Regions from separate parts of the Mus musculus genome. Here regions 1, 2 and 3 are each linked to region 4. A link is a contact called in public HiChIP or PLAC-seq and promoter capture Hi-C data. All regions are on one chromosome and are shown on one strand. The core of a region is the stretch at or near the end of the contact, and the rest is flanking DNA. Distances in the headings are between cores, read along the strand shown.

The links. Promoter capture Hi-C pulls out the DNA fragments that hold promoters and counts their contacts. HiChIP or PLAC-seq counts read pairs in DNA pulled down with a chosen protein or histone mark.
Region 1: a promoter capture Hi-C map of the HPC-7 cell line shows a contact between it and region 4. The contact joins the promoter of Ints10 here to the promoter of Tma16 in region 4. A contact is called at or near these places in 7 of 39 promoter capture datasets (the HPC-7 cell line, cranial neural crest, frontonasal cranial neural crest and 4 more).
Region 2: an H3K27ac HiChIP or PLAC-seq map of double positive thymocytes shows a contact between it and region 4, with 7 times the contacts expected there. The contact joins the promoter of Csgalnact1 here to the promoter of Tma16 in region 4. A contact is called at or near these places in 1 of 39 promoter capture datasets (embryonic stem cells) and 1 of 115 datasets of contacts at active chromatin or transcription factors (double positive thymocytes).
Region 3: a promoter capture Hi-C map of pre-B cells shows a contact between it and region 4, with 4 times the contacts expected there. The contact joins the promoter of Zfp930 here to the promoter of Tma16 in region 4. A contact is called at or near these places in 2 of 39 promoter capture datasets (hippocampal neurons and pre-B cells).

Annotation. Positions count from the first base shown.
Region 1 is chr8:68,790,840-68,795,817 of GRCm38.p6, reverse strand. Ints10 (integrator complex subunit 10) reads right to left here and starts at 1,889. Exons shown (of 17, transcript NM_027590.4): 1 at 1,670-1,889; 2 at 1,140-1,207. The coding sequence starts at 1,798.
Region 2 is chr8:68,731,925-68,737,265 of GRCm38.p6, reverse strand. Csgalnact1 (chondroitin sulfate N-acetylgalactosaminyltransferase 1) reads left to right here and starts at 2,120. Exons shown (of 10, transcript NM_172753.5): 1 at 2,120-2,240.
Region 3 is chr8:69,207,640-69,212,680 of GRCm38.p6, reverse strand. It overlaps Zfp930 (zinc finger protein 930), which reads right to left and starts at 3,635. Exons shown (of 4, transcript NM_001013379.2): 1 at 3,522-3,635. The coding sequence starts at 3,524. Gm39188 (a long non-coding RNA gene) reads left to right here and starts at 3,684. Exons shown (of 2, transcript XR_870488.3): 1 at 3,684-3,822.
Region 4 is chr8:66,483,757-66,488,799 of GRCm38.p6, reverse strand. It overlaps Tma16 (translation machinery associated 16), which reads left to right and starts at 2,270. Exons shown (of 7, transcript NM_025465.3): 1 at 2,270-2,388; 2 at 4,630-4,742. The coding sequence starts at 2,386.

The DNA of each region.
Region 1 (4,978 bases), core at 640-3,139, 2.3 Mb before region 4:
AAAGGTAAACCACAGGCCAGAAATAACCAAAGAGAACAGTCGCAGCGACACTCGTATGAGGGGCACCAGCAGTATAGTAGCCGGGCGGTGGTGGCGCACGCCTTTAATCCCAGCACTCGGGAGGCAGAGGCAGGCGGATTTCTGAGTTCGAGGCCAGCCTGGTCTACAGAGTGAGTTCCAGGACAGCCAGGGCTATACAGAGAAACCCTGTCTCGGGGGAAAAAAAGAAACAATGATATAGTAAGATATCATTTTCCCCATGATACAGGTGGGGTGTGGCGGCATAGCCTCTGTCCCAGCTAAGAAAAGAGGAACAAGTGGGTCTGAGTTCAACACTACCCTGCCCAATAAAGTGAGGTTCCTCTGTCTCATGAGGAAGAAAAGGAAAAACAGGGGTGGTGGTGGTGGAGGAGATGAACATATACAGGTTGGCAAAAATGTGGAAAACTGCCAATTCATATATATACACATATAAATATATATGTATATATATATATATATATATATATATATATATATATATATACATACATATATATAATTTGTGGAAACAGATATTTAGGCTATCCTTTTTAAAGAGTAATTTGATAGATGATGAATTGTACATATCCCTTAGCTACAAAACATCAAAATATGGGTGCAGAATTACTCACTGACATTCCAAACATAAATAAATTGGAAATTAACCATGCACCCAGAAAATGATACATGGCCATTAAGAACATCAGTTGTCTCTATAGACTAGACCCAGAGGGTCCACAACAGCGGGTTATGAAAGTACACTTCAGGGTAGAATGGCCTCGCTTTTATCAGCTACCCAGTGTATGTATGTATACATATGGAGACACACAAAACTTAGCTCTGGGTTAGAAGGGATTTCACATTTCATTCTATCAATTGCTGTCTGAATGTTTGTAATGAGCCTATGATAAATCACTGGCTACAAATTTGGGGATTAAAATACAAGAATTAAAAAGTCGTCTCTGTAGAACGCCTGTTGGCAATTAAGGCCTGAATTCTGGGTACCAGGGAAGAGGATGATCTTGCAGAGCCCCGACTGCTACTATCAATTGTTCATATCTGAAGAGGACCCCTTCAGATATCAACAATAGCTCCCAGAACGATCCCAGTTAACTCACATGTCATACAGCAACCTCCCTGCGGTGGCAGTCCTCTCGGCATTCCGTTCGATGGTGTACATTTCATACTGAAACAAGGCAGACAGGGTCAACGGCTTCCACGGTGGTAGCTGGTCCAGCTCCAGCCCACCTGCAGCACTGCTCAGAGGTGGGCCTTCACCCAGAACACCCACGAAGGGAAATGAGAGCCTGGTGGCCCAGAATTCACCCCATCTGCAGGGCTTCTAGGATCAAGTGGAGTAGAAACGTCCCCAAAGAAGCAGCAACTGAACAGATGGCTGCTACCATGATCAATGAATGAATGCCCTGGGCCCTAGTGGCAAAGATGCACTGTACAGGATCAACCAGACCCGGATTTACTGTATGGTTTCCGCCTTTGCAGGTGCTGGGGAAAAGGTTGGTCAACTGTCCTGTGGAGCAGGGTAGGAGCAACGTGGGGAGGGGGACAGCGGCCGCGCAAAGCGCCCAGGGCCACTGGGCTCGGCCAAACGCTCTCTTCCGCGCGTGCGGACGCGCCGGGTCTGACTCACCTGGATGTTGAAGTCGGCCGGGTAGAGGCTGCGGGCCGTGATCAGCCATGCCTTGGCTGCCCACAGGTCCTGGGGCACTAGTTCCCGGGCTCGCTGCACCAGAAACTCACAGTCGCCCTGGGCCGACATGGTCCCGGGTTTTTGCCCTTCCAGTAGGCGACACTAGGGCGCCGCCAACCCCCAGGTGGCCACTGCGCATGCCCAGAGACCAGCCAACCACAGGCCGCAGAGGTTCTGTAGAGTCCTATGGAAACTACGGAGACCTGGATTTTCATTACTCGGATTGCCATCCGTCGATGGTAGCGCGCCGCTGACCGCCTGGGAGTAAGCGTCAGAGTCGGCAACCCTGTGCTCCAGGTTCTTGCGTTCTCCTTTGATTCCAGCCCGGGTTTGAAGGTCCGCGACACGCTCAGACACGGAGCGGCGGTCCTTCGGTGTAAATAAACCTGGTGCCCAGGGTTAAGGTGTAGTTTCGAAGTGTCGCGGAGGGCTGGGCCTGGACTGTGCAAGACGACCCCACCCTCGCATGCGGAAAGACCCTGGATCGCCTGTTGCTTTTGAGCTTTGCCAACATCTTTGCCCCTGCCCCAGGCATTATTTCGCCTGAATCTTATTCTTTTTCTCCTATACGGAAAAATTAGCATTTAGAAGATGCTCGGCTGGATGTCCGAACCACCTGCTCTGCAAGAGTTAAAAAAAAAAACAAAAACAAAAACAAAAAAAAACAAAAAAACAAAAAAAAAACAAAAAAACTTTGATCATTTGAACAATGGAAAATAGCTGCAGTATAAATCGGTACCGAAATCCTGGCTTTGGTTTTGCATTTGAACAACCACAATAACAAAACAGTCCCCCTGTTCTGTTGACAAGGCAATATTCATTTATTGAATTGGAAGTGTCCGGAAAGTGAATTGCTAGCTTTGGTTTTCCGTCTAAGTGCATGTATATATATATATTTCTTATAGGTGTTTGTATATAGTTCCTATCAACTGTAGCCATCATTTGCCACTTAAAACCAGGACATCGAAGAATTCAGAGCTGGTTTTCTTTTCTTTTTTCCTTTGAGACATTCGGTCATGGCCCAAGCTGACCTTAAACTTGGCAAGTATACGAGGATGATCTTAAACTCCTGATTCCTGACTTCCATCTCCAAAGTGCTGGAATTAAGGACATGTGCCTGTTCTGATTAATTTTTTTTTCTTTAACAAAGAAATTAGGAATTTACTTATTTAAGTAAAAAATACAGATATTAAAAATAAATATGAATATAAACATTACAATAGTGAATTGCAGTTCTTGGATGAAGCTTTGTTTATGTCAAAGATTATTTGTGAAGAGAAGGGACATAGGCTACGAAACAAAACTATTTGGGGCAATAAACATCTACATCATCTCTGATATCTGACCTAACTGTCTTCTTCCAGATAAGCTTTTTAGGAGGGATCTTTAAGCCTGGAAGACTTGAAGCTCCAGTAACCTTCAAGTTAAGAATGAAATAATACCTGGTCTTTATGGAAGAGGTTTCCCAACCTTTCTCTAGCCCAGCTACCCGATGTCTATGCTGGCAAATGCATTGATCTGTTGCTCTCTTTTGTTCTGTGATCCTAGAAGCTCAGGTGGCTTCCCTACCGTGAACATATCATCCAAGGCAAGGTGAGACCTGGCCAAACCATCTCATTCATATTAAGCTTTGAATGAACTTTCTTTTAAGTTCCTTTATTGTTTTATATCGATCTTATTTATAGAAATGTAAAAATACAGGCTTGCTAATGAATAATTTATAAACAAGTAGTAAAAATTTGTGGTGAATTAGTGTGCTGATTCAAAAAGTGCAGAGACAGAGGGGTGTCGTTTTAGGTAAAACACCAAAAAATGTCAAACTCAAGTTTGGTTATCCTGAATTTTTAAAGGAAGTCTGAAAATTTAGCTGGCCATAGTGGCTCAAACCTTTTATACCAGTACTTGGAACAGAGGCAGGTGGACCTCTGTCACTTCAAGGCCACCCTGGTTTATTTAGGCAGTGTCAGGCTAACCAAGGCAAAGAACAGAAAGAGAAACCAAAGAGGCTGGAAAGATGGCTCAGCCACCCTGGTTTATGTAGGCAGTGTCAGACTAAACAAGGCAAAGAACAAAAAAGAGAAACCAAAGGGGCTGGAAAGATGGCTCAACAGTTAAGAGCACTGACTGCTCTTCTGAAGGTCCTGAGTTCAAATCCCAGCAACCACATGGTGGCTCACAACCATCCGTAATGAGATCTGTGCCCTCTCCTGGTGTGTCTAAAGACAACTATAGTATACTTACATAGAATAATAAATAAATCTGAGAGAGAGAGAGACCAAAGAGGGAATAGGAGTTCTGAAAATTCACAGGTGGTTTGAATGAGAATGGTCCCCACAGGCTCATTGGTTTGAATCCTTGGTCACCAGGGAATGGAACTATTTGAAAAAAATTAGGGGGTGTGGTCCTCTTGAAGGAGGTGTGTCATTGGCTGGAGTCTCACTCTTCCTGCTGCCTGCAGATCAGGATGTAGAACTTTCAGCTACTTCTTGAGCAGCTTATCTACATGCTGCCATACTCCTTGCCATGATGGCAGTGGACTAAACCTCTGAAACTGTAAGCCAGCCCTAATTAAAATGTTTCCTTTATAAGAGTTGGCCTTGGCATTGGTGTCTCTTCACAGCAATAGAACACTAAGACAGAAGTTGGTGCCAGGAGTTGGGTATTGCTGTGACAGGCTTGACCATACTGCGTGTTGGTGGAATGTTCGAACTTTGGACTAGAAAAGCAGTTGAACACTTTGACTGGGTTTTAATGGGACATACTACAAGGAGCACCAAAGGCAGTAGTGCTGAAAGATGCCCGTTATGACAGGTGAGCTCAAGGGGCTTCAGAGAAGAATGTTAGTAAGTAGACTAAAGATAGTTGTTGGTGAAGAATGTAGCTGCTTTCTGCCCTTGTCTGAAAAAATAAATCTATCTGAGGCTAAGTTGGAGAGTTTTAGATTAATGGTGTTGGGAGAGGAGATTTCAAGACAGCTTAGTATTGACTCTGTTGTGTTATTAGAAGTCACTCTTATACAGATCTATAATGAAAAAGAGAAAGCTGCGAAAGAAATAATATAAAATGTACAGTTTGAGGAGGAAACGAGCACCAAAAAGTGTAATGGAGCTAAGTTTAGTGCCCAAGGAGATTAAGAAGTTTAAAGAAAGGCCTAATGCTAAATGAAATAAAGGGAATGGTGACTTCCAGGCAAGACTCTACCCAGCTGAGCTTCCAATTGTGGGAAATTAAATTTAAAATTAAAGAAAA
Region 2 (5,341 bases), core at 871-3,370, 2.2 Mb before region 4:
TGGCTCTAGGGCATGCATGGAAATCCATCTTTCTGCTAGTTTCACTGTTCAGTTTTGTCGGGGGCTGCCTCTCCTGATGATGGAGATAAAATGTCCACATGACAGAACTCTGTAAGAGAACTTCCTGAGCAGATAATCCACTGTAAATTTCTCTCTTGTTCACCCAGGAAAAGGTATCTTCTCTTAATGATGCTGTTACTTAGTTTAATTGCGTTATCACTTTCTCAATTCAATTATTTTTCATATACTATTGAAGCTATTAAAAACAGAAGGACACCGGTCCCGGAAAACTGGCTTTCAATTGGCATGCAGTGACACACTGGCATATGCGTTGGTATCTCCTGCAATACCCCAGAGCCAATATCCAAGTGGGAGACGTTCGAAAGTGGTGACCTGATGCACCTCCACATGCTAAACACCCATAAAGGAACCACAGTCGACCCTTAAGTGGTCCCCTTCTTTATTCTATTTAGAGTAATAGAGATTATTGTATCTATAAATGTGGGAAGCCACATGTGCCGTTGCAGAGTGGCGCTGGCTACTGCTGGCCACCATGCATAAGTTTGGACAAACAACCAATGTGTACATATGCAGTAAAGTTTTTTGCCAAGATACTGCCTGGCCCGGGCATGATAATGAGGTTTTGAGAGTATAGCCAATCAGATGTGAGACATGCAAATGAGGTATGATAATGAGACTCTGTGAGGTACTAAGAGAGAGTAACCAATCAGATGAGGAACATGCAAATGAGGTATAGTGCATAACCAATCTGGGTGTGAGACACGCCTCTCCTAGGCCTATATAAGCAGCACAAGTTCTGGGCTTGGGGTCTCTTTGCTTCTGCAATCAAGCTCTCCCAATAAACGTGTGCAGAAGGATCCTGTTGCAGCGTCATTCTTGCTGGTTGAGTCGGGCGCACGCAAGATATAAAGTATGTTCTCTATCTTTCACATAGCCTGCAGGGCATGTCTGTGCTGGGGCCATGGCATACTCAGAATTTCTAGCCCATTTTTCCAAACTAAAACCTATGTATAACTTTATTACATGATTCTGGAGACACCATTGAGTAAAGAGATGAGAGCTACTTCAGTAGGTGAAAGCAATCAGAACTAGAAGAACCTATCAGTAGATGAAGACAGGAATGCTTTAGTGGCAGTTAGGACAAAAGCTCTGAAGAAGTTGCCCGACTACCTACTAAGTGTGAAATCAAAAAACCCTGACTTCCACCTAGTGACGTCCATCTGCAAATGGAAATTGCCATATGATTGCCTTTTGAGGATGCTAGGAGCTAATCTGTGAGAAATAACTGATGTCCACATATGTACGTGCATATCTATGCAGTGTTAACTCTTTGTTATCTTCCTATCATGCAGTACTTTGATGCAGCTAGAAAAATTACACTGTATGTTTTGTGATTTGGCAAACACGGATTCTTCTATTTTTCCACGAATCTCAGCTGAGTTGATGTAGGGATGTGGCCGCTAGAGGTCCTTACAGACATCGCTTAGCCACAGTTGGGGCTGAAGGGTTAAAGGGGTTTCTGATCTTTTGTAAATAAAAGCTTCTTACTGAAGGCCTTATTACTACAACTCAGGGCACCCAAAACAGTGACTATCTTATTAATTCTCTCAAGTAGAGTGTAAGAAGTTTTGGAGGCAAGCCATTAGGACAGTCCTAGCAGCGCAAATGCCTCGGGGATGAGTTGGGGAGTGGGGACGAACTTGTAGGATAGATGCCCCCTCTCTGTTGGGGCGCAACTTCCAACAGTGCCCTAGTCTCTATCGCCAACTTCTCTGATGTTGGTGATCAATCACACTTGAAGTCTCTACGGTACAGGAGACCCTGCTCTCCACTCATGCTCCCTGCAGTGACAGTCTCTCAACCAGGGCACCCTGCTCTGCTCGGACCTGGAGCGGGGACGCACTGCAGACTGGCCCTGGAGGAATTAGATGACTGCAGCCATACACGACCCCAGCCCTGAGGCCCACGCTACCCCCACCTCTCAGCTCTCGGCTCCTCGGGCTCCCACTCGGAGGCCGGCGCTGTGCTTGGCCGCTGTTCAGCCCGCGCTCCCCGCTTTCCCCCTCCCCCTACTGCTCCGGGTCCCTGGAGGCTCAGCGGCTGTTGGAACTGGAGGTGGAGCCGAGCCCAGGGCCGCCTCGCAGGAGGGAAAGTTCAGCGGCAGCAGGGGAGCAGCGTAGCCGAGGGATCCGGCTCCGCTGTCTGCAGTGTTGCCTGGGGTAAGTCGGGGTCCCTACCCTGAGGGCTGGACGGGTGTGGCCCGCTATGTGCGGGCGTGTCGCTGCCGTTTTCCAGTCCGCGCCACTGCCCCCGACCTCGACCTCAGGGTGGCTCTCTGTCAGCCGGGAGGACGCCTGCACCGCTGGCTTCCAGAGACCACTGCTGTCCTAGGGCTGAGGACTCCGGAATCACTGCCCTCTGTAGCCCTTGCGAGGCGCGTGGAGGGATCGGTGTCTCTAGGTGGACGCGCGAGGGTCCCGTGCCGCACCCCACGGCCAGCTCAGCTTCTTCAGCGGTAATTGAGCCCCCAGCTGTTGGCTTACTCTCCAGAAACCCCACTTCAAAGTAGCCTTGGCATATGTGCGGGTGCCTCTAGTTTGCTGTTTTTGGATTGTATTTGCTGTGATGAAGAGGGTGGCCCGTGGGCAGCACGCTCCCCTGCATTGTGCCGCCGCGATGGTGACTCTCTGGATCCCAAGGGTCTTCACATCTGCATGTGACTGCATGCAGTTGTATGTGCCAGGGGCGGGGAGAAGCTCTTCCAGGGAATGGTCTAGGGGTGCAGTGGGGCATTCCGAGGGCTGGAGGAAAAGGAAAGCTGTGCTGGGCGAAGGCAAAGTTGTTTGTTTCCGCCACACTTCCTGCACCTGTACCCCTGTCGTCAGTGATTCTGAAGTTATGGAGGAAAAGACGTTAACACTATTGTACATATCCTCAGTGGACGCTAAAAATGAAGTAGTAATGAATGATCGGATGGCTGTATTTTGCAAAATCCATTTTTTATTCAGATTGCAACGACTTGGCACAGTTTTGACTTAAATGTCATTAAAGACAACTAACTACGATTCTATATTTATAAAGAATTTAAATATCTAGTAAACCCTAGCAATTCCACGGGGTTTATTGGATTGTGTTGACACTTTTTGTTCAAGAGAGCTCCAATTATTATGGTCCTTGAGCATTAATAAACTATGGGTTCTGCTGCGTGGAGAGAAGTCTAACAAACTTGGAAACAGAAGTGTAAGGCAGAGAGTAACTGGTTCTCTAGGCATAAAAGGTCACCTGAACACACAGAAGAGGGATTGCTGTAACAGAGGGATTATGTGTTGAGCTTCCAGAAAATATGAGATGGGCAATTCCCATTGTAGGAACCTAATACATATATGATCACTCCTCTGCATTGAATCAACTACCTAATGGATGTGTCCAATGTGCTTCACTAGGGTGAGCTCAGGAAGTGAGCTTCGTAGGGTGAAGAACAGCTATTAAAACAGCCTAAGACAAAATCATGAACGTACTTAAAGCACTGAGGTTTTCTTGTGTGATTAGTGTCTGAATAATTAGCACGGTGTAATTGTCAAGCTTGAACTTTGCAGATTGGGACACACCTGCTGTCACTCCAAATTACGAGATATTACTTTAATTTCTCTCCATCTTCTTGTCTCAGATCTCCTATATCTAGTTGCAAGCCATATTAGCGAGCTTCAAAGAAAAAAAATATCCATTGTTTAGATTCACCCATTTACATCATTGTGAGATTGTGTTTGCTGTTTCGGAGAACTGGCATCCAAGAGGTTCATCCTACTTTTTAGCTGCATGACCCAGGGCCAGTCACATATTAAATGGTTTCAAGATTCTTCATTTGATAACAATACTTGACAGAGTGAAATAACATTCTTTTCTAAGCACCCAGAGATACAGTAGACCCCTCCCAAATGCTATCCTTTGCCTCTCTTAAATACTTTTAGATATGCTTTGACACTTAAAGCATTAACAATAATAATTCCTTCTTTTATGTGATCTTTTGCTTGTTGATTCATGCTCCATCTATGCATCCATCCATGAGGTCATTACCACTGAAGACCATCGGATTTCCTGTATAATATTCCCTGCTTGGATGTTGGCTCTCTCGAGAATGGTAGTAGGCAGTGCTTCATGGGTTTCTTTGGGTTGAGAATCCATCATCAGGATTAGGGATGATGAAGTGGACTTCCCAGTCTCCCTGTTTCCCAGCTCTGTGCTAAATAAGATGATGCCACACCCAAAGAAGAAACAGTAAGCTGTGAGTGGCTGTTGCCTTTCTTGCTTACCCTGTGCCATTCAATGGCAAGCAGCAAGGACTTCCTACACCTTTACTGATTTGAAGCTTACAGTGCAATGAAGTTATTCTTCAGCTCACATCCTTCTTCGTGTACTCCTGATGAAGGGACCTTGGGACTGTAAATTATAGCCCTACCATATATTAAGGCTAACAGAGGTACTAAAGAGGCTGAGCTCAGGTAGACTTTATTACCTATTGATTTGGGCCTCATGATAAAGTGGTCTTATAAAACTTGTAATAGCTGAGGTCTCAGAGTAGTGGCTCTGCCACTAGGGGCCTCCTTGGTACACTGGATTACCCTGGGCTGTCATATGTTCCCATCCTTCTGTCCTTTCAGTAGCAAAGAACTTGAACGTTCTTCATCAGAGAAGGACGTGCATATAAAAAGGACTATAAAAGGCCTGGAGATCAGTGAAAGCCCCCTCTTTGATGGAATCAATGTGGTTTAAAACATAACTTTAGAGACTTAAAAATTTGGCTTTTTTAAAAACTTTTTATATTATAATATTCAAATATGGAGGTTTTTTTAAATTTAGGAAATAAATATACAATTCAGATGTAGAATTTAATGTTCTCTCTCTCTCTCTCTCTCTCTCTCTCTCTCTTTCTGTGTGTGTGTGTGTTTGTCCATCTGTTTTTGGTGGATTTTTTTCACTTAATCTTTCAATGTATTTTAAATAGCTTTTTCTTCTAAACGGATACTTGTAGGACTAAAATAATATGAATTGCCTTTTTTATATAGCGAGTTGGAGCTCCTCCCTTCCCTACCCTCTCCCCTTCTTCTTCTCTGCCTCTTTTTCTTCTTGGAGCTACATTAAAATTTGCCTTTAAGATGTCTTGTTACATTCTACAATGTAGCACTCAGGGTATCTTCTGTGTGAGAAGTTTGGTTGAAGTTAGAGCCTCAAGTATGAAGCCCAGGCTGGCTGCAACCTTGCAGTGGTCCCTGAGCTACCACTCCCAGCTACGGGTTTTGAAACACTCTTGTATATTCTGATT
Region 3 (5,041 bases), core at 2,386-4,885, 2.7 Mb before region 4:
GAAAACAGACGCTGAGACCCAAAGCCAAACATTAGGTAGAGCTTGGGGAAATCTTGTGGAAGAGAGGGAGGAAGGAAAGAGCCGGAGAGTTCAAGAACACCACATGAAAACCTACAGGATCAACTAAGCTGGGCACATAGGGGATCACAGAGACTGAACCACCACCCAGCAAACATGATGGGATAGACATAGTCCCCCTACACATTTATAAGAGATATACAGCTTGGTGCTCATGTGTGACCGCTAACAGCAGGAGCAGGGGCTGTGTCTGACTCTGTTGCCTGCCTTTAGATGTCCAATCCTACTACAACTTGATATGCCAAGATGGGTTGATATCCATGGGCGGTGTCCCCTTCTCTGAAGAGTAAGAAAGAGGTGCATAGAAGAAGGAAAGGTGAGAGGGAGGGACTAGAAGGAGAGAAGGGAGTGGAAGCTCTGATGGGGAAGTAAAGTAATTAATGAAAATTAAACATAAATTAAATAATAGATAGATAGATAGATAGATAGATAGATAGATAGATAGATAGATAGATAGATAGATGAACAAAGCAATATCCCTGGGCCTTTATGGATTAAGAAGCAGGGGCAGAGCCGGGCGTGGTGGCGCACGCCTTTAGTCCCAGCACTTGGGAGGTAGAGGCAGGCGAATTTCTGAGTTCGAGGCCAGCCTGGTCTATAGAGTGAGTTCCAGGACAGCCAGGGCTACACAGAGAAACCCTGTCTCGGGAAAAAAAAAAAAAAAAAAGAAGCAGGGGCAGAGAACCTGGAATGTCTGAGGCATTTCTCTCTGTAGATTTCATTGTTTCAATGGATAACTGCTTCTTTAATTAGAGAAATTAAAAAACACTAAGCTATAGAGAAGGTTCTGATGCTAAGGTCCTATTGCCTAATTGGTTCTTGACCCATCAATAAAGATGCTAGCAGCCATTGAGCTAAGTAACCGAGCAACTAAAGTTGAGGACAGATTTAGGGTGGTGGGACAAGAGTACTGGGGAGGGCACGCTTGCCTCAGAAGATAAATGATGCCCAGCAACTGACAAGGCAAGTTGAAATTGAGCAGTGTGTGTGCCTGGGTTTTTCATCCGAAGAGCCAATATTCTCTGGGTGGGGGCTGGTAGCACACAGGTTCCCAGAGTTAAGGTGGGGTAGCAAACTCAACACTAAGCAATTCTGTGATGAAGAAGTGGATATTGTCTTAGTAAAGTCCCAGAACTTCTCTGAGTTCCAATTTTCTCATATACAGAATGAGACATTAAATGATCTAGGGCCCTCTCAAAGCTCTAATATATTTTAACTTTTTTTTTCTATTCTATTTCACAAATCACAGGCTGTGTAGACACAAAGACCACTAGCAAGTGTCGGGAACTGCTTTAATTTTCTTTTTAAAAGCAAATAAAGTTATGGATCTGAGGGAGGGGCAGGGAGAATTAATAATTGACCTTGCTCCTGTACACAATATTAGCTGCTGGGGTCTGTAACCTGACACACTCAGCTACAGGCAGTGAGGGCCTATATCTCAAACCTCTGAGCTGGCTTAACTATTTCAACCAGGATTGCACATATCTGCATAGGAGAGTTCCTTAGCTGGAAATTCGATATCAACTGGCTCAAGGTAACCTCCCCAAATTGTACACCCACCAATCTGATCTGTCTTCGTTCACATGGCATGAATCAATACATGTCGAAAAATTACAAAACCACCCTCCTACTTCAATCAGGACCTTCTTCATAATGGGACTACTGGAGCTGACTGCCTTAAACTTCAGTCTGTGATCTAGCTATTGCCTTCCCCATTTCCCCCTGCACTGTATACAATAAACTGTTGCTCCTATTTTGGTCTGAAAGTAGAGACCATGCTCCACACACAAATCCTTTTACTACTGCTTAAATGATTCTTGTGGTCTAAGTGACTCAAATTGGTCATTTTAAAACTCTATGATGGTATAACCCCTTAATTTAAGAATTTTAGAATTTTAATTTTAGTCAAGTGGACAGCAAGATATATACCCTGTGGACATATAGACTTGTCTGTATCTAGGGTCAAGGCTACCTGAAACAATGTAACAGACAGAGCCTCAGAAACATTTTTCTGCAGGAGGTACAGGTGTTCTAGAATTAATGTGTCTGCCCAGAGAGAAATAACTTGATGAACGTAAGGTATTAATGAAGAAAAATTCTTGAAGAATAGCATGCATACAGCACTGGCTGGTGCTCAAAGAGGAGCCAGCCTAGGACACATTTTCCATCCTACATATGCTGCGTCAGGCCCCAGGTTACACGCTGAACAATTCACATAGAGACAGGAGAGTCCAATTTTAAGTTGCTAAGTGGTTACTTAGGCAGAAGAGAGGCTTACACAACAAAGTATTCCCAGGACTATTTCTTAAGTACACCAGTATCCTGGAACAGTAGACCATTCTTCAGTGTCAGGGTCCCTAGGTGAATATGCCAGACTGAGAAAGATTATAAAAGTATAAAGGAGAAAAGATAAAAGCTGGGGTGGGAAATCATAGAGAGCACACTAAGAAGTTAGAAGAGGACTGAGCTGGGTGTTAAGCTGAGGAGCAGCTAGCTCAGGTCAGCTCTCCAGCTCAGGTCAGCGCTGTGTGTAGCAGATAATGTAGTAATGATGTGACGGCTCCTTATAACTAATAAACGCAGAGGCCCACAGCAGGCAGGCCGAGATCTTGATGCTGCTACAGTGAAGACCATACTGCTGTCTGGCTTGCTAACAAAAGGACAACTGGCTGCATCTATATAAGAGGATCCATAGAAAGCAGCCACTGCCTAAGAAGAAAACAGGACTTTTATGGCACACCAGGCCTTAATGTTGGTTACATGACCCTACCTGCTCCTTTGAGCAGCTTCTTGGTCTCCTGCCACTTCTTAAGGGCATCGGTCTAGCGGCTGTTTAAGATCAGGGTTGTCTCCTTCCTTATGGTTGGAGCCAAATGTCTAGACAATCCTGGTGAACAAACATGCGTATCTAGCACTTCATCTCTTACAGACCTCATTAATACACTATATCTTTGGGTGTTTCAGAGGCAGCCCACCTTTAGCTAAACTCTACTCTGTGTGACTTATTCTCTCCGAAGCATTGGTAAATCCTTTGCATTATCATCTCAGCAAAATAGTGGAGTGCTACCAACACATAAGATTCCATGCACAATACCCACAAAATTAACTCCAAATGTGAAATCCGAAGAACAGAAATTCTAGAGATGCTAGCTAAACTAAAACGGCAACCTGCCGTCCTCTGATGCACAAGAAGCACGGTGATGTTGGCTACAAAGATGTTTCTACGCACACACCATGTCCCCAAAGCTCTACACAGACGCTGCCCACAGGGTGAAGTTCTTCAGAGGTCACCACTTTGGTACAGGGAACTACAGAGACCGCATGGGACTTCATACAACTCCACATCTGGCCCACTAGCTTCCATCCAGTCCAAGGGTAGCCTACCAAAAGGGATGCCGAGGCTCAGCAGCCCACTTCTCCCAAGACTGCGGTCCCTTGCTCACCATAGCGTGGCTTCCAAGCTCGCGTGCACCCCTCACAGATCCTGTTACACGCAAAGAACCGCTTGCATTTTCCCAGCTTCGGAACGGAGCCTGGAGCCTGGCGCCCGGAAGAGCCCGCCTCCCCGATGACGCTCCGACTGCAGGTTCTCATTGGCTGATGAGGCCTGAGTGACAAGAGTCCCTCCTTTGGCGTTGGAGTTTAAGGAACAGCACAGAACAGTATTTCCTGTTGCAGATATTTGCATTTCAGGAGTCCTTGCTCTTGACCTGAGGTAGCTTCACTTCTATCTTTCCTTGCGTGGTAGGCACTTTCCCCTTTTCCTCCTTGACACAAGGTAGCTAGTTTAAATAGCACATTACAAAATGTGGAGTGGAGTGTTTCTCCTGTCCCACAAGTGGAAGGGTGCCCACGATATTAATAATTAAGGAGATTTTAGAAAACAAATGTTTGTTCTGTGGGTTCACGGTGAGGTCAGGTGAGCTACAGCTACGTTCTACCTGGCTGGCAAAGGTACACTGGACAATCCTGAGAGAAAACCTGGAACCACATCACAAACACAATGAAATGTGTTTCTCCCACAAGAAGGCTGGATGGTGGATCCATCCCTATAGGAGTTTTCTTCCTGAAATTCAGGTCTATCTCTTGACAAATTAACACTAATGATAAGTGTAGTCTCCACGGTAACTTGAATAATTAGAAAGAAATGGTTCGAGGAAGAATGTTGTTTATGAACACTATTCCTAACATTTTTCTGAGTTAAGGTGAGAAAACGCAGCTGTATTAGTCAAGGTTCTCTAGATGAACAGAAATGATAAAAATGAGCGTCTCTTTCCCTCTCTGTATGTAGAAAGGGGATTTATTAAAACGGCTCGCAGGCTGTGGTCCAGCTAGACCAACAAGTGCTGTCTAGCAACTAAAATTGGAAGAATCCAGTAGTTCAGTCCATGAGGCTGCGTGTCTAAGCTGGGCTTCACTGTATACCACATTTTCAAAGAAGGAGGCTCTAAAGGAATGAACTTGCTAACCAAAGATAGGGCAGAGAGAGAGAGAGAGAGAAAGAGAGAGAGAGAGAGCTTCTTTCTTCTCTATTTATGTGGACTGTCACCAGAAGGTGTGGCCCAGATTAAAGGTGGATCTTATCGCCTCAAAAGACCCAGAAGCGTCTTCCCACTTCATAAGTTTTAATTAAGAAAAATCTCTCACAGGTATATGCAACTTTTTGGGTCTTAGTTAATTTGTAGTCAGTTTGTCTACCAAGAATAGCCATCATAACAGACAAGACAGAAAAACTTGGAAATATTTCTTACCAGCAGAAAGCAGGGAAATCATTTAACAAAAATAAAAGACAGGAAGCATGGGGGTTTTCTTTAGAGAGCCTGGACACATTCGCGTAGAGTTCTGCCTGATTTGGTGGTGTTCTTAGCTCAGCGTTGGACAGGAACATATACAATTTATTTTAAAAGACAGAAGGAAATGTCTCTGGCACGTTCATCTTGTACCTCAAGGTCATAATTGAAAC
Region 4 (5,043 bases), core at 1,021-3,520:
AGGTGTGTCAGCCATACCCTGAAATGGTAGGGACTGAGGAATTCTGGGAGAACGCTGAAGGCCAGGTCTGCTTTGTTATGTTAAATAGTCACCTTGGCTGCAAATCCTCAGTTTAAAATCCAGCGATCTTATTTCTGTCTTTTAGTTTATTTGTATAGCGTATTATATTCATCAATTTGCCTAATTGGTTAGGTGTATGATAATGTATTTTTGAAAATACTATATATTTTGAATACATTTAAATTATGTAATGTATTTTAATTGTGTTTGGTTTGCAATTATTTTGTTCACAATTTTTTTGCAGCTTTGTTCATCAGGAAAATTAGTCTGTAACTGCTATGTCTTTATCTGAGCTTATTCAAGATAATACTGCTTTCATAGAATAAACTAGGTACTCCTTCATTTTCTACTTTGAGAAATGATTTAAGAAGTGTTAGTATCAGGACTTTCTTAAAATTTTGGGCAGGACAGTGGTGGTGCACGCCTTTAATCCCAGCACTTGAGAGGCAGAGGTAGGAGGATCTCTGAGTTCAAGGCCAGCCTGGTCTACAAAGTGAGTTCCAGGACAGCCAGGGCTACACAGAGAAACCCTGTCTCAGAAAAAAAAAAAAAAAAAAAAAAAAAGTTTGGTAGAATTCAGCCATGAGTCCATCTGATTCTAGACATTTCTTTGGATGAGACTTTTAATTATTGCTTTTAATCTTATTACATATAATGAACACATTTACTGTATTATATTTTCAGGGATCTTGGTGTGTCATACATGTTTAGAAATACATCAAATACTTTGATGTTTATCAGCATTTTGAAATAAAATTTTCCAAGTATTCTATAGATTATCTGAATTTCACTGGAGTCTGTTGTTACAATTCCTGCTTTCACCTTTACTTTTATTAATTTGGGATTTCTTTTGCTAGTTTGGCTAGGGGTTTAATCAGTCTTGTTATTGATGTGTTTATAAAAAGATAAAGGGGGGATATATTCTGTGGAGGTGTAGTCAGGCATGGGGAAGGGGATGCCTCCGTGGGCCCACAGCCCTTCCCCCTGAGGGACCACGCCAGGTAACTGGGGGGGCAGAACCTACCTGGCTGTTGCCAGATAACTGTGTTGTGGAGCTTAGACAAAATACTAACAGTTGTCCTTTAACAAAAACGATTGCTTTAGCTATTCCTATGTATTGAGGGTTTTTTTGGTCTCTATTTCATTAGGTCCCGCTTTAATAGTGATCGATTGATGAATTTATTTATTTATCCAGTGATTGGGTTTGGGAGTGACTTCTTATTTCTAGAACCTTAAGATGAATTATTACTTCACTTGGAAACTCTCATTTTGCTTTATTGTAAATACTCACTTTCCTGTTAGGATGCTTTAGCTAGCTCGTAGAGTGCCTATGATTTTCATTTGTTTCTAAGAATTTTCTCCTTGATTTCTTCAGTGACCCACTGTACATTTAAAATTGTACCATTACGTGTCCAAGTATTTGTTTTAAGTCCTGTAGTTTCTCTTGCTGTTGGATTCTAGTTTTATTTCAGAGTTGTCTGATAGGGTCCAAGGAATCCATTCATTGTCATCCTCTTCCTCGCCCCCCCTTTCTCCCATATCCCTCTCCTAACACTCCCCCATACATCTCCTCTTCTCCCATCCCTTCTCCTCCTGATCCTTCATCTCCTCCCCTTTTTTGTGTATGTTAAATCCACTTAGTCTATGGTAATAATTTATATTATAATAGTATTTGAAATACTAACTTCTTTATGTCCCACTACAGATAGAAATTATACAAAAAAGAAAGTAGGGAAACTGTCAAAGTACCTTCAATGCGTAGCATGTACTAGGCATTTGATTAATAATTACTACGTAAGACTTTCTATCAAATTTTACCATGCTGTTCAAAAACGGAATAACAAGGCCGGAGAGACAGGCTTTAGATATAGAAAGAAAATGGTAGAGAAAATCAAAGGAAAAGTGAAGGCTGAATTTACACCATTCTGGGAGATGGGCACCTCTAGGTGAGGTAATGCTATCTCCTAACAAGTTGCTCGCCCATGGAGAGCTGCCTTCTGGCCGATACTCAAGGCCGGCCTTTCAGTCAGAAACAGAAGACAGACAGACTTCTGTTCTCTGAGCTCGACTCTCTCTCTCTCTCTACTCTCCCCGCCTTTGTGTGGCTCCCGGGCTGTAAAACAAGGCGGGCGGAAAAACATTACGTCTCAGTTTCTAGGGACGCTTTAGAGAAAGCACCAGCTCCTCCCCTTCCTGTCCGCCCCTATTTGTTTCCCCCGGGGCCCACGTGTGTTAGGGAAGAAGCGGACTTGAGAGCGGCTGCGCTGCCCTCTGTGAAATTGTCGCATCGGGACATCGCCCGGCCTCGGTGGCCAAGACATCGCCATGGTGAGCGGCCCCTTAGGTTCTCCGGGAGGCTCTGGTCGGGCGGCCGGGGAGTACAAGCTCGGACCCGGGAGAAGCCGGGACTCGGAGTGGCTGCGTGGGGCGGTGGTGGGCCCCCGGTGCTGCCCCAGGATCGGAGTGCTCCAGCGCGTTCTCAACTCGCTCTGGGTGGCGTTGTCCACGTCTCCCGGTTTCTCATTTTCCTGAGGGCCTTAACTAATACCGCTTTGTGGATCCACCCACCTCTGCCCTGGGGCAAGTGCAGGTCTCCCCTGCCCAGGGTCACAGCCACCCACGAGGTGCATCGGCCCGCAGCCCTTCTGTTCTGACTTTAGTCCTGCCTCTACAACTCCCATTCCTACCGGGCAACAATGCTGTTTTGTTTGCATTTTAAGACAGTAGTTAAGAGTGTTATAAACGGTTTATGTATAGCGATATAAAGAGCTCATTCACAGTATCCGAATTTATGTTTTTTTTTTTTTTCTTTCGAGACAGGGTTTCTCTGTATAGCCCTGGCTGTCCTGGAACTCACTTTGTAGACCAGGCTGGCCTCAAAGTCAGAAATCCGCCTGCCTCTGCCTCCCAAGTGCTGGGAATAAAGGGGTGCGCCACCACCGCCTGGCCGAATTTATGTTTATAACTGATTTTATGTACGTGTGGATATCGGAGAACAATTTGTGAGAATCTGTTTTCGCCATGTGTATGTTTGATGTTTAATCTCGTTTCTCATTTGCCCCACTATCCTCCATGTGTGTGTTCTTACGGCTTTAAGATTATTATTTTTTTATTCATAGCCAACCTCAGATGGGTTTCAGACTTAGACGTGCCTTCTCTCATCAGATTAATGAAAAAATGACCAATGTCTAAGAGAATTGTGTGAATGAGGAATTGATGAACATTTTAATTATTTGGAGAGTTTTTTTGAGATTATTTCGAGCTTTGTCTTAGCAAAGGAAAAGGGAAGGAAAGAATTACAGACAGAGATAACAAGTGTAGTCTCAAGTTGCAGTGTGGTTTATTCTGGAATAGTGATCTTCAGTAAGAATGGGGAGAAGGAGCTGTGTGAAGGAAATGCTGGAGAAGAAAGTTGGAAGAGATGGCTTTCTGTGCTAAAGCTTAGAACCAAGCTGATCTCTTTCAATAGGGAAAGAAACTCTATACTGGATTAACACTGTAGACAGATTTTTTCGACTTCTTTGTAAAGGGGTCTAACAATAGAGCAACCTAGGCCTGATTGTATGGGTTGAATAAAGGTAACTGACAGGTTTGAAAAAGCTTCAAGAGCTATTTGGCCTTTAGAGGAGTGACTATTGAAGAGGAATATTAGGGACCACCTGTTCCCTAATAGTCTTTTTTTTTCTCAGAGATTAAAAATTATATATATTCATCTATTTTATGTAACAGTAGGTTTTGGTCAGTAGAACTTGGGCAAAGGGTGTAGGACAACTTTCCTGAGGTTTCTTTTCCACTCAGGGCTAGAGTGGAGGGCAGGTTTTAAGCCCTTGCAGACTGTCTGGGAGATTATGGGCTAACGGGGTAGGGGGCGCCTGCCTCCTTAAGTGAACCAGAAGAGACTAAAACTATTTAGGTTAAGCCATTTTTATTTTTGGTTTCTCTTATAGAAAGTCAATTCTGACTCTTTAAATAATATAGATGGGCCAAAATACAGGATTGCATAGCAAAAAACAAAACAAAAACAAAAAACCAAAAAGAAACCCCTTAAATATAATGCCTTTGAGGAATGGATTCTGAAAGCTTTAACTGGTAAGGCTCGGGTGGGGAAGTGGTTTGTTTGCTTCTAGGTGTGCTGATTTTGAAGTGGCCTTTATAGTTTATGGGGTGTTGGTTGGAACCAGCTGAGTTTGGTCAACTTGGACTTTGCATGTGCCTTTGCCCCACTCTCTTTTCATGGGCCACAGTGAAATACCTGTTACACTTCTGCTCTCTGTAACATTAGAGACATCCTTAACTGTAGCCAGCATTCCCAGCCACGAGTCTTCTCCCTCTGTTGTCAGAACTACTTTAAGCTGGCATGGCTGAGTCACTGAGCGGTGTTGACTCTATTGGTTTCTGTTGGTCTACTGCCTTTGGAGATTGTGGAATAGATCATTTCTGTTATGATCATGGGGAAACAAAAGACCATTGGAGTTAGTAAAATGTTTGGCCTGTGGCCTGATTCCTATTGTGACATCTCTGTAACTATAGTTGCTTAACATAACTGACAATATGTATCCTGTCTTTTAGCCTAAAGGACTAAAAGGAAAAATGGTAGGACGAGAAAAAAAAGTCATCCATCCGTACAGTAGAAAAGCAGCTCAGATTACAAGAGAGTCTCACAAACAAGACAAGAAGGAAAGGTGAGTGTCAGTCTCGCTAGTGTCCTGCACTGGGGAAAGCGCCTTTATGCATCTACTTATCAGGTGTATGTTCCTCGTTTCCATTCCCTCTTTTGCTTTAATAAATATTTTTCCATTAGTTCTTGTACCACAGTATAAAATGCCAAAGAGAGAGCTTGCAGAGCTGAGCAAAAAACATAAGTAGCAGTTAGTGCTTGACTCCTGCCTAAGGTGTGGAGCAACTTGAATCAGCCTCTGCTGTGTAAACTGAGACTGAGTCAAGAGATGGAAAGCCAGCAGATCAAGGTTTAACTTTTTTTTC